Regions from separate parts of the Sus scrofa genome. Here region 2 is linked to region 1. The links are chromatin contacts, called in public Hi-C maps. All regions are on one chromosome and are shown on one strand. Each heading gives the region's core, a stretch centred on a gene start, on an enhancer-like site or on the middle of the called end of the contact. The rest is flanking DNA. Distances are from core to core; before and after follow the strand shown. Region 1 holds the start of KHNYN (protein KHNYN). Region 2 holds the start of NFATC4 (nuclear factor of activated T-cells, cytoplasmic 4).

What was found. A called contact is a pair of places that touch in the nucleus more often than the background predicts.
Region 2: a Hi-C map of liver shows a contact between it and region 1, with 4 times the contacts expected there. The contact joins the promoter of NFATC4 here to the promoter of KHNYN in region 1. A contact is called at or near these places in 4 of 5 promoter capture datasets (fetal liver, fetal skeletal muscle, liver and 1 more), 11 of 47 Hi-C or Micro-C datasets (epiblast stem cells, heart right ventricle, liver and 6 more) and 2 of 2 datasets of contacts at active chromatin or transcription factors (alveolar macrophages and skeletal muscle).

The regions. Positions count from the first base shown.
Region 1 is chr7:74,869,451-74,875,743 of Sscrofa11.1, forward strand. It overlaps KHNYN (protein KHNYN), which reads right to left and starts at 3,034. Exons shown (of 8, transcript XM_021099195.1): 1 at 2,604-3,034. The coding sequence starts at 2,715.
Region 2 is chr7:74,926,789-74,933,081 of Sscrofa11.1, forward strand. NFATC4 (nuclear factor of activated T-cells, cytoplasmic 4) reads right to left here and starts at 2,900. Exons shown (of 10, transcript XM_013978173.2): 1 at 2,513-2,900; 2 at 321-1,416. The coding sequence starts at 2,612. LOC110261591 (a long non-coding RNA gene) reads left to right here and starts at 2,931. Exons shown (of 2, transcript XR_002345915.1): 1 at 2,931-3,788; 2 at 4,321-4,641.

The sequences.
Region 1 (6,293 bases), core at 1,784-4,283:
TTGATAAGTAGAAGAGTATAAATATAGTAGATAATTTATCTATTCATAAAGTGCATTTATTTGTCTTTATCTGCATAAGTAGGAAGGGGTGGATCCAGAGAGCTGTGAGTAATTCCAGAAAAAGTTGGAACTGCACCAAAAATGAAAGAGACTGATTGGCACCATCAGGTCAAATAATACAACTAGGAAGAAAGTCCAACAACTTGTTACATGATGATAAATTAGTCAAACTTCCAGAAGCTAACTGCTCACTCCTTAAACTTGATCCTTCACTTCTTGGAAAAGGGAAACTTTATACTACTACCCTACTAATTACAAAGAGATTACAGTAACAGAAAAACCCAAAATAATAATGGCTTAAACAAGGTGGTAGGTTATTTCCCTCTCACACAGAAGAATCTGCAAACAAAGAGTCCAGGGAAGGATGGCAGTTTGATGATCATCAGCCTGGCTTTCTTTATTGCCACCTCCTGACCCAAGATAGCCCCAGCCATTGCATCAACCTTATAGCCCCAAGGAAGGAGGAGGGACTGGCACACCCATTTCCTTTTAAAGAAGCTTTCTGAAAGGTACACCCAACAGTTCTATTTGCATCTCAATGGCCCGAATTTAGTCCTAGCTGGCCACACCAGACAGTGGAGACAGGCTAGGGAATAAAGTCTTTATTCCAGGCAGCCACGCTCAGCTAAAAGTCAGAAGAAGAAAAGATTGGATATTGGGAAAAACAACAAGATTGAGGATGTTTGTAAAAATGCAAATGAGGTAGATAAATTTGAAAATAATGTCAGTAAAGTTATTGTATTAGCTTTCTATTGTTGCATAACAATTACCACAAAGTTACTGCCTTAACACAACTTTGACCTATTTAATATCTGTTTCTATAGGTCAGAAGTCCAGCAGAGCATGATTTGATTCTCTGCTTAGGGTTTCATTAGGTCAAAAGCAAGATGTAGGTAGTAGCCCTGCCTTCTTTACTGAAGTGGAAGAATGCCATTACATCAACCTTATAGCCCCCAGGAAGGAGGAGGGAAGGGCACACCCATTTCCCTCTTGGGTCAGGAGGTGGCAATCATGAATAAAGAATTCACTCAGCATTCATTTCCTTATGGTTGTAGGACTGAGTTTCCTGGCCTCCAGCCTTTGGGTCAATAGTGTCAGGCCAAGTCCTTCTAACAGTTTGAACCTCTCCAACCTAGCTTTCAGCCACATCTCTGACTTTTAAAATTCTCAAATTTAAGGTAATTAGATTGGGCCCACATGGATAAATCAGGATAATCTCTCTGTTTTGAGACCCATAACTTTAATTGCATATGAAAATGTCTCTTTACCATTAAACACAACATATTCGGTGGCTCCAGGGAGTGGGCATAGACATCTCTGGAACATCTGCATATCATAGTCCTTAGACCTAAAAATGACAGGAGATCCTGTTGTGGCTCACTAGGTTAAGAACCTGACTAGTATCCACGAGGATGTGGGTTCAATCCCTGGCCTCACTCAGTGGGTTAAAGTATTTGGCATTGCCACAAGCTGCCTTATAGTTCGCAGACAGGGCTCAGATCTGGCATTGCTGTGGCTGTGGTGCAGGGCAGCAGCTGCAGCTCCGATTGGTCCCCTGGCCTGGAAACTTCCATATGCCAAAGATTCAGCCAAAAAAAAAAAAAAAACCCACAAAACTTAAAGACATCATTTTAAAAAAGAGGCATCCAGTTACATTACACTAATTCATGGAAATGAATGGAAAAGGTACTGGAAAATGAAAATTCCGGTGATATATAAGATAAGCACTGGCTCAGATATTCAACATCTTAAAAGGTAAAGCAGGTCCCAACCAAGAACTCATTGAGTAATAATTCAAAACCTCATCTACACTGAGATACTATTCATCTTTTGTCTATCCAGACTCAAAAATTGGTCTGAACTGAGATAGTGTCCTTCTCCTGGGTCTATAAACCCAATTTTATAGTAAGTGTAGGTGTCATATACTTTATAATCCTTGAAAGGCATGTGCTTTACCAAAAGATTTGATGCCTTTAGAGAAGCTGACATACTACCCTGATGACTCTATTGAAATGTGTAGGAGAATTTAAGTTTTCAGTCAATGTTTAAATGATCTGATTTGTAAAATGTGTAGATTTTGGCTCATTGGTTATATAAATGTTTAGACAATTTTTGCTTAAGCAGGTTTATGAAGCAAATGAGTTAAACAATAAATAAAGCACAGATGGTGGCTAGTGTTCCTCTCCAGGCACTAAAATCTCCTAGGACTTTGAGGAGCCTAAGAATAGAATCCAACTGTCGACCTTTCCTACACCCACGCCCTGGCAGCTGCTTTCTACAGAGAGAAGTCCGGCTGAAGCATTTGCTGCAGCTCTCAATCCATGGTCTCCAGCCACCCCTGGTCCTCAATCCTCCAGTCAATTCTTCTTTGCCAGCTTCTTTCCTCATTCTCCCTGGAATCCAACTGAAGCCTTCTGGTCTCTCAAACCTTTTACCCTCCAACTCTGCCCCCACTGCCAGCAGCAGGTACCTCACTTTCTGCTTCACCAAGAAAGCAGAAGCCCCAGGAGGACCCCTTCCCAATGGCACATCCAGAAACTCACCATCCTCCTCATCTCTCCTTCTTCGCATCTGGCTCAGTAGAAGCTGTGCCCTTTCTTCTGTCAAGGCAGCTATCTTCATCCACCAGCTGTGGATTTCATTTCCTGCAAACATATCCTTTTCCTTTCCTCTTCACCCTCCTGAATGTTCAGTGTCTCCCTCCCTCTCACTGCTTCTGTTTAGCAGTTAAATAGACTCAAGTCTCTTAGGTCTAGACGAGAAAAGGATGGTATGGCAATAGCGGTGGGTATATAGTTATCCTCAGCTTTATATGCCCCCGCAGCTAGTAGACATCACCTCTCCTCTCCTTTAGAGCCAAGTATCTATGCTTACCAGTTGCTCACCCCTTAAGTCAACGGTAGCCTCTGCTGCTCCACCTAAACTGCCCTCAACTGGTCACTCATGACTTCTGTGTCAGTCACCAATGTCACTATCATCCAGTCCTCTGTTACTCAGGCTCTCCCTAACATTTGACTCTGTTGTCCACTCCCTCCTTCTAGAAGCAACTCCCTGCCCCACCTGACTGCATGCTCTGGGTGCTCCCTCCATGTCTCTGCTCAGACCACATTCTTTTTTACGCTCCTGTACTGCTAAACATCTCCCAAATGTCAGTTTTCCTCAAGGTTCTGCCTTAGGATTCCTTTCGTCCTGACACAACCTCGAAAGTACGAATCTCCATCTGTGCTCTGACAATGACCACATTTTTGTCTCTATACAGGACCTCCCTCCTAAATCTCAGACTCCTACACTACCTATCCCACCTTAAAGTCAACCTGCTAAAATTAGTCTGTCCTCCCTAAATCCTGTCTTTCTCCCTTTCTCTGTGTTTAAAAAAGGAACATCCCTGTTGCCCAAGCAGAACCCCAGCCATCATCCTCGATTCCTCTCTGTCCAATCACTCACATCCACCAGGTCCATCCATTGTTTCCCATCCATCCTCTCTCAAATTACCCACATCTCAGAGTTCTTTGAATGCTTCCTAACCCGCACATTGACCTCCAGTTTTGCTTCTCTGAGTCCATTCTCCACACTGAGGTTGCCATAGTGACCTATTTGAATGAACTTCACTGCTAAACCCCTTAAGGGGATCCTGGGGGAGGGGGAGGGTCTAACATCAAATCTATCACTCTGAATGTACTTTTTTTGGGCCTTTGCAATCCAGCTGCTGCAATCTCCCCTGATTCATTTTTCACTACCTACAAGAGTGTGGAAACTTATGAAACAGCACCATTTATTAGCTGAGGGAAAATGGCACCCCTCATGTGTTGGGGGACTGTAGCTGGTGCATTAAATTAAGGATATGCAGAGTATGACTTGCTGAATGAGAAGGTACAAGCCACCACATGGGATCAGTGGGTAGCTCCCTCAGCATCTGAGCTCTCCATTTGAGGAAGTGAAAAACCCATGGTTGTTTTGATTGAAGGTGCAGTACACTCACACAAAGGAAGTGATGTCGTAAGACTTATTACTCACAGATCTCAGAAACCAGGAGGGAGGAGGGGAGGCAATGAACCAGGGGAAGGGCAGTCCTCCATCTCAGTTCATATGTACACAGGATAGCAAGAACTTATTACATGCAAGGTGGTTGGGTTGGAGGTCACTAACTTTATATGAACTCAACTCTAACTGATCTTTCTTTTTCCTTTTTTCTTTTTTCTTTTTCTTTTTTTTTTTTTTTTTTTTTTTTGCTGCACCCCATGACATGTGGAATTTCCTGGGCCAGGGATCAAACTTACGCCACAGCAGTGACCCAAGTCATAGCAATGACAACACCAGATCCTTTAACCACTAGGCCACCAGGGAGCCCTCTAAGCGGTCATTTTAAAAGGTGCCCCAGGTAAAGCAAAGCAGGAATTTGGGACAGGAGTCCTAAACTTGGATCCTTATCTAAATGTCCAGACCCTGGGTTCAAGTAGGGTTGTCGTACTGTAAAATACTTAAGTGGCAACTCAAAATAGCTGTCTTCTCATTATAGCTCAGAAATCGAGGGCATGGCATTCAAGTCAAACTCTATCAGGGCCAAGAGAATCATTCTTGGACCCAACTGAATGGGTCCTATCTCCCCTTAAAGTCAACCTGCTAAAATTAGTCTGTCCTCCCTAAATCAGGTTCTGTTTTAGTTTGTAAATCATCTTAGTCTGGACCAAATTGAAAGAGAAATCTTGATATACATTATATTAATGTATATTCATACATTAATAAAAGTTGAAAAGTCCATAGATTAGTGGGAGGAAAGTAACTCTAGCAACAAAATGACTACACTTGCATGAAAGGCAGTGAACGTGGTGGTGAAGAGGTGGACACTGGAGCCTCTGGCTTAACAGCCACCCATGACCTTCAGAGAGTTACACAACCTCTCTGTGCCTAATTTTCTTCCCCTATCAATGCATTATGTTTCTTTTTAGGGCCACACCTGCAGCATAGGGAGGTTCCCAGGTTAGGGGTTCAATTGGAGCTACAGCTGATGGCCTATGTCAGAGCCACAGCAACTCAGGATCTGAGCCTCATCACTCACAGCACTGCCGGATCCTTAACCCACTGAGCGAGGCCAGGGATGGAACCCACAACCTCATGGTTACTAATTGTATTCATTTCTGCTGAGCCACAATGGGAACTCCTCCCCTATAAATGCAAAGAAATACTGTATCTACCCCCACAGGGTTGGAAAGCACAGAGCAAGTACTCAATATAGGTAAGTTACTGTTACCATACAAATTAGGAAACAAAACTGGTGCCTGTCCAAAGGACTCTAGGACAATCTTTAAAAAGTAGGTAGGATTTTTGTTTTGTTTTATTGTGGCCACTTACCTGTTACAATGCTTCTCTCTTTCAGGCATATTCACTTTTACCTAGAAACAAAAGACATCATAAATGGCCAGTAAGAAAACATGGTATAGCAAAGCTTGGGGGGTCCCCATCTCAATAGACAGTTTGTGGGCTTTTATTGGGGGGGACAGTAAAGGAGAAAAGGTTAGCTTTGTTGCTTTGCCAGGCAAAGGGGGCCACAACAGGCTAATTCCCTAAAGACTGTGTCCCTACTTTGTGGGCTTTCTAACATGAGAATGAGATACAGTGTGGGACTTTCTTTTATTTTGCTTATTTCTGGGACTGCCTGCCTACTGGGGACTTTGTTCTTTTCCTTTTCTTTTTTTTTTTTAATTAAAGTATAGTTGATTTACAATGTTGTGCCAATTTCAACTATACAGCAAAGTGACTCAGATGGGTAGATAGATAGAGACAGAGATATACAGAAATATAGATATATATAATATAGACATAGATATAGACATAGACATAGATATAGATATAGATATAGATATAGATATAGATATATTCCCTACTGGGGACTTTCTCTGTTAGAGACTTGGGAAAGTTCAGCCACCAATGTCCCAGATGAGAAGGGAGATTCATGATGGAGGGAAGCTGTGACTAATAGTCTACGGTGCCCACAGTGCTCAACTGTGGACATGTCTTCTTTATTCACTCCTCTAAAAACAGGAGGAATAATCTCAAATCAGACCTTGTAAATTGTTCAACCCTGCAAAAGAAAAATCTCGCTAAGAGGGCTCAGAAGCCATATGGGTAAAGCCTGATTATTGCTTAAAATTCCCTTGAATAGAAAGTAGAGATTTTGCTAAGTACCTTCCTAATCAATCTTCCACTTAGGAATTCTGAACCTTTCACTCATGCAC
Region 2 (6,293 bases), core at 1,650-4,149, 57 kb after region 1:
ATGGCTCAGATCCCGCATTCCTGTGGCTCTGTCATAGGCTGGCAGCTACAGCTCCGATTAGACCCCTAGCCTGGGAACCTCCATATGCCGTGGGAGTGGCCCAAAAAAATGGCAAAAAGACAAAAAGACAAAAAAAAAAAAAAAGAAAGAAAGAAAGAAAACTGAGTAGATGACAACAGCTATAAGCTGGTAGCAGATTCTCTTCTGAAATGCCCAGGGAACACAACCAAGACCTTTTTTCAAACCTATCCCTTCCTTGACCCTCCTGCCCCCAGAGTGGGGTGGCTGGACACAGCAGTGGTGCAAGTCACAACCCTCACCTGAAGATTGGGCTGTGTCCCCCAATCCGGGCCTTAGACCAAGCCAGTGGGGAGGGCACTGCCAGGTAGTCCATGCCTGCCACCTCCTTCCGAGGACCCCCGGGAGGAGCCCCGGCCTCCTCTACTCCTGAAGGCAGCTTCCCGTTGCATGGGGCAGGTTCCTCAGCCCGAGGCAGGGCCACCGCCTGCTCGCTGGAAGTCCTCCGGGTCTTCTGGGGGATGCTCTCTGCTGGTGGGGCTCCCACGTAGTCAAAAGGGCCGGGGGAGCCAGGGTCCCGGACCAGAGGCAATGGGGGTGGTGGAGGTGGCTCAGGCCCCTCCTCCCCTAGGCTGCCTCGGCGGGACAGAGCTGGGGAGGCCGAAGATGGGGTTCCTGAGCTGGAATAGCGCCGCTTGCCACAGGGAGAGGCAGGTCTTGGGGAGGCGGGGGTGGGCCCAGGAGCGCTGAGGAGTAGCCAGCTATCCTCTGGCCCCCGGCCTCCAGGGCTCGGACCATACAGGCTCCAGGGGTCATCTGGGGTCCACGGCCTAGGGGAAGCCCGGGGCGAGGGCAGTGGAGAGCCCAGACCAAAGCGGGAGGCTGCCTCATTTAGCTCAGACTCCACCTCATCACAGGCTGCATACAAGGCTGCCTCGTCGGAGGCGTCTGAGAAGAAGCTCCAGGAGGACAGGCTGCTGCTGCCTGGGCTTGGGCTGAAGAAGGGGCCTCCGCCCTGGCCCCCTGCCTCTCGGTAGCCTCCAAAGCCTTCTGGTGGGGGGTAATCCCTGGGGGAGCCTTCCCCCCAGGCATCTGGATTGTCCTCCAGCGTGGCTGGTGGGTCAGGAGTGGGAGAGATGGAAGTGATGCGGATGCTGGGGCACTCAAGAACGCGGCCTCCCCCAGCCCCACCGGAGCTCCCTCCCGGCCCCCCCAGCCTCACTGACCGGGCTGGCTGGCTCTCCCAAGTGCCAGGAGAGGGGGCTGGGCGGGGTGGTGGGGAGTGCATGCCAGGCCGAGGGGGTGGAGGCCGGGGAATGCCAATAGGGGTGGCGCCATAGGGAGGGGGCTCCCCCAGGGCCAGACGGCAGCATGGTGGGGTGTCCTCTGAGTCCAGTTCTGTCAAAATAGAAAGGGAAGGGGACAGAGAGAGGGATGACACAGGAGAGGGGGAGAGAGAGAAGCAGGTGAGATGTCTAGGTTCTTTGAGTGCACAGCCTCCCAAATCCTGTATGCTACCCCCTCCTCAGCAAAGAGGAGTCTCTGAGATGCCCTTCAGAGCCACAAGACAAAGCAAAGTTGGACGTGGGAAGGTGGATACAGATCCACGCACGCCAGGCTCAGGGAACCTCACGGTCTGAGCTCCTGGCCCTGGGACCTGGGGTACCAGACGGGGCGGGTCTTAAGGTGAGGGAGGCGGGTTGAGAGCGGCTGGAGCTGGGCCTGGAGGCGTGTTTAAGGGAAGCGTTGGGCTGGGCTGGGGGCGACTCACACATGAACCCAATTAGCAGCGGTTCCCAAACCCCCAAACGGCGCTGGCAGGAGCCCCAGTTGCCATCGCAACGGTGGCCGGGGGAAGGGGGGCGCCAGGGCCGTGATGACGAGTGGTGGTGGCTCCTCCCTCGCTCCCCCCAATCTGGGGGCGGGGGTGCAACCGAGGGGGTGCAGTGCGCCGGCCGGGCGAGGGCGGGGTTGGAGGGGGGGGCGCAGGCTGTGCGGATTCGTGCGAGCGGCCGGCCGCCGCCCCCGGCTCGATCCCCGCCATCTGCCTCTCATTGCGGCCAGACAGGGGAGGGGGAGGGGAGCCCTGGCGGGGCCTGAGAGCGCCCCCAGCCCCCGGCGTCTAGGCTGCGGGCCTAGGGATCGGTCCCCAAAGGGCAACCTCTAGAGCCCAACCTCCCTTTCCCTGGCGGCGCCTCGGGCTCTCGGGACCGCTGTTCCCGCCCGCCCCCATCCAGTGACAGTCGGCGGAGCCGAGCGAGAGGCGGCGCGCAGCCAACAGCACCCCCACCCCCACCCCAGTCACGACCTAAAAAGGAGAAAGTGGTGCCCGGCCCCCAGCCTCACCTCCACAGATCCTCGAGCCCTGGGACTCCCCTCAACCTCTGGCCCCCTCATCTCTCACCCCAGGCTCTCTACCTTAAAGTCCCCAGCTTCGGGATCCCCTCGCCCGTCCCTCACGAACCCCAAGACCCCTTCCCAGCCCCGCACTAACCTTCCCCCGAACCGCCCGCACCCAGCGGGGGGGCCTCCTTTTCCTCCCCGAACACCAGCTTAAATTCCAGCTCCTCATCCTCGCAGCTCGCTGCCCCCATGGATCCGGCCAAAGCCCCCAGGTCCCGGGCTGGGTGGGAGGGGGGGAGTCTCAGGAGGCTGCAGTCTCTAGACCGGTGGCTCCCTCCCTCCCTTCTCCGAGACGCCCCCTCCTTCGCCGCTGCCGCCTCCCTCTGGACGCCCCCTCGTTATTATAGAAACTTTTCCAAACTTTTTTCCCCAAACTTCTTCAAAGTGCCCCCCCCAGCCTGTCCCTGATTGGCTGCCCGGGATGCTCCAGCCCCGCCTCCAGGGATGAGATGGGAAAACCACGCGCGCCTTGTCCTCCCCCACCCTCCTTCCCTCTGTCCTCTCTCCAGTCCCTCCCCCTCAAAAAAAAAAAAAGAACAAAACTGAATTGGAAAACGGTCCCTCAAGCGTGGTACGACCATAATGATGCCTATTGGCTCGCAGTTATGACAATCATTTCCCGCAGGGAGCGCTACCACCACAATCCCCAACTTAGCCTAAGTTCAGAGGCTCTGGGTCCGAGCGTCTTAAAGGGGCCACATAGTGGGCCCACAATATAGAGGACCCACGGAAGACCTTTTTTAAAGTTCTGGAGAATTGTGCAGCCAGCAACTAACAAGGGAGGACCACCTCTCTCCCCCATTTCCCTCTAAACCTAAGGCCAGGCCGGTTCTGGAGTGCAGCATGGCTCCAGGCTTCTCTGAAGAGGAGCAGGCCATTCCTCTGAAGCTCCCAGCCCTAGGCCCCCCTGACTAGGCCTTCTGGAAGCCTTTGCTCTGCCAAATCAGCCCCTCCACAGGTCATCTCTCCCCGTCTTCCAAAAGTGAAGAATATTTAGCTGTCTCCGGGCACTGTTCAAAGGTCCACGGGCCCATGGGCGATGATCCAGGCCGGGCTTTACCTCTACCCTAGTCTCAGCCACCCAGAGGGAACATTAATTAGCCTCCACGGGAAGTCGGCTCCCTCCTCCCTAGAACTGTAGTCTGGAAAGAATCTCGGATCCGATGGCATCCTGCTCCGGCAATCCTGATAACCCCGGCCAGGTTTACCAGAGCCCCGGAGCCCAGCGACCTGGGGGGCCCCAGGGTTGGACACCTGTCACCTGGGCTGGAGGTGGAAGAAAGACAGAACTGGAGTTTCTAGGAAGGGCAGGCATGGTGGGGCCCTGCTGTATGAGAAGGGGTTCGACTGAGATTCGTGGGGGAGAGGTAACCCTTTCCCCCTAGGCAGACTGTGTGCTTCAAACCTCTCTAACAGGCCTCAGAGATTTTTACTCCAAATCCCTCTGGTTCAGGACCGCGCCACCACCGGTGCCCCAGGCCTGCACCTAAAGGGTTAAGCGACTGGCCCTTGGGTCAGACGTTTACAAACACTCAGGAGCCGGTCGGGGACCGCGCCCCGTACTCTAATGAGAAACAGGCTCGTCGGGGCGGGGGAAGAGGGGAGGGCTGGCCCGGCGGGCCCGAGCTCTGCCGCGGCCGAGGCGGCTCCCCTCCCTTCTCTCCCGTCCTCCCTCTGGCCCGCCCTGGGGACCCCTCCAGCCCCGGGGGACCCCAGTGACGTGCGGAGCTGCCCAGGCGGCGAGCCCAGGGCCACGACGCCGGAGGGGCGGGGAGAAGAAGCGAGGCCGGCGGGGAGAGAAGAATGTTCCGAGGCTGAGCGGGGAGGCGGCCTGGTTTGATTTTTCTTTCTCCCCCCCCCTCCTTTGGTTGGCCTCCTCAGGTTACATTTCCCTTCCAGCTTCATCTCGGAAATAAAGGAAGGAGAGACCCACGGAGGGGGAGAGCGAGGAACATCCTGAGACCGACGGGAAGCCTCCACCTAAGAGGGGGGCAGAAGGAGGTGGGAAGCCCAGGCGAGAAGGGCAGGGGAAGAGACCCCGACGTGGCCCCAGGTCCACCACACGCCGCCCCTACCGCCCCCCACCTCTGCCCCACCTCCGCAGCACAAGCAGACGTGCACATTCTTTTCAAATGTCATATTTCCTTTGATCCTGGGCAGCGTTTCTCCATGTGTCTGGCTCAGCTCCTGCCCAGCCAGCCGCCTCCCCCTCTCACCCCACTTTGTGTATTTTCCTGGAGGTCCCACCCCCTCCTCCCAGCATCTGGAAGGCCCTGAGGGCTGGCGTTGGCGCACATTCCCCTGACGACTCTGGCTTTGCCTTCCAGTGACTCAATTTCCCCTCTGCGGGTGGGGGCCCCGGGGGTGCGGGCAGAGGAAAGAGTTGTTGAGCTTAAATGTGGTGAACAAGCTGGCCTAGAGCGCCAAGCTTCCCTCGGGGGGAGTGGAGGGGGGGGCATCTCCTCATCTCTGAAAACCCTCGGATCTGCCTAGGCTGCAACAGAGTGATGGTTTTCTGACTTGCAACGTCCTGCTAGGGGTAGAGAGGGTAGTTTTAGGTTCAGGTTGTTCTACACGTCTGCCCCCTGGCGGCCACAAAGACCCAGCCAACCTCCTACCCGCAGTCCGGTTTCTCGCCGGCCGGGCCTTTGTCCTTGCTCGGCTGCCCCCTAGCGCGCACACCTAAACACAGCTCTGCTTTCTCACCTTGTGTTTGTGGAAGCGCACTGACTTCTGCTCTGCGCTTTCACAAGCATGATTCAACGGCCTTGGAGGTTGCCTTTTTTCCTTTTTGGACTTTTAAAAATTTAATTGTCGTGTAGTTGACTTACAATTCTGTCTTCTTTTCAAGTGTACAGCAAAATAATTCCGCTATACATGTATATGCAGATACCTATATTCTTTTTTTCTATTCTTTTCCATATAGTTTAGGAACTGAACCCATTAGGGAACTGAATATAGTTCCCTGTGCTACATGTTAAGTTCTTCTTGTTTATCTATTTTATATATAGTAGTGTGCATTCGTTAATCCCATACTCCCGATTTATCCCTCCCCTACTTCCCCTTAGGTAACCATAAGTTTGTTTTCTTGGTCTGTGACCCTTTCTTTTGTAAACAAGTTCATTTGTACTGTTTTTTTAAATTTCACATATAGGTGATATCATGTAGTATTTGTCTTTATCTGACCTATTTCACTTAGTATGATATTCTCGAGGTCCATCCATGTTGCAGGTTGGGTTTTTTTGTGTGTGTGTTTTGGTTTTGATTACACAAGATACATTCTCCTTGTAAACAATTCAAGTCATATATATAGTAAATGGGATATTCCACCATTTTGTATAGATTTATTAACATATCCGTACACACGTCTGGTTTTTTTTTGTTTGTTTTTTTTTTTTTGCTATTTCTTTGGGCCGCTCCCGCGGCATATGAAGGTTCCCAGGCTAGGGGTCGAATCGGAGCTGTAGCCACCAGCCTACGCCAGGGCCACAGCAACGCAGGGTCTGAGCCGCGTCTGCAACCTACACCACAGCTCACGGCAACGCCAGATCGTTAACCCACTGAGCAAGGGCAGGGACCGAACCTGCAACCTCATGGTTCCTAGTCAGATTCGTTAACCACTGCGCCACGACGGGAACTCCCATCTGCTCTTTTTATGTGTATCAGACCATGCTACAAGGATTTTTCTTGACTAGCTTTTTTTTTTTTTTTTTTTTTTTTTTTTTTCTTAAATGGCTTAGAGACCTTTCCCTGTCAGTACATGTGCATCTGAAAATGGTGAAAAGAATGCCCATCTCTTCATTTGAAGTGACTGGCAGAGCGAGGTCTGGAACTCAAGCTTCCCGGGTCCTTGTCCAGTGCTAATTCCACTA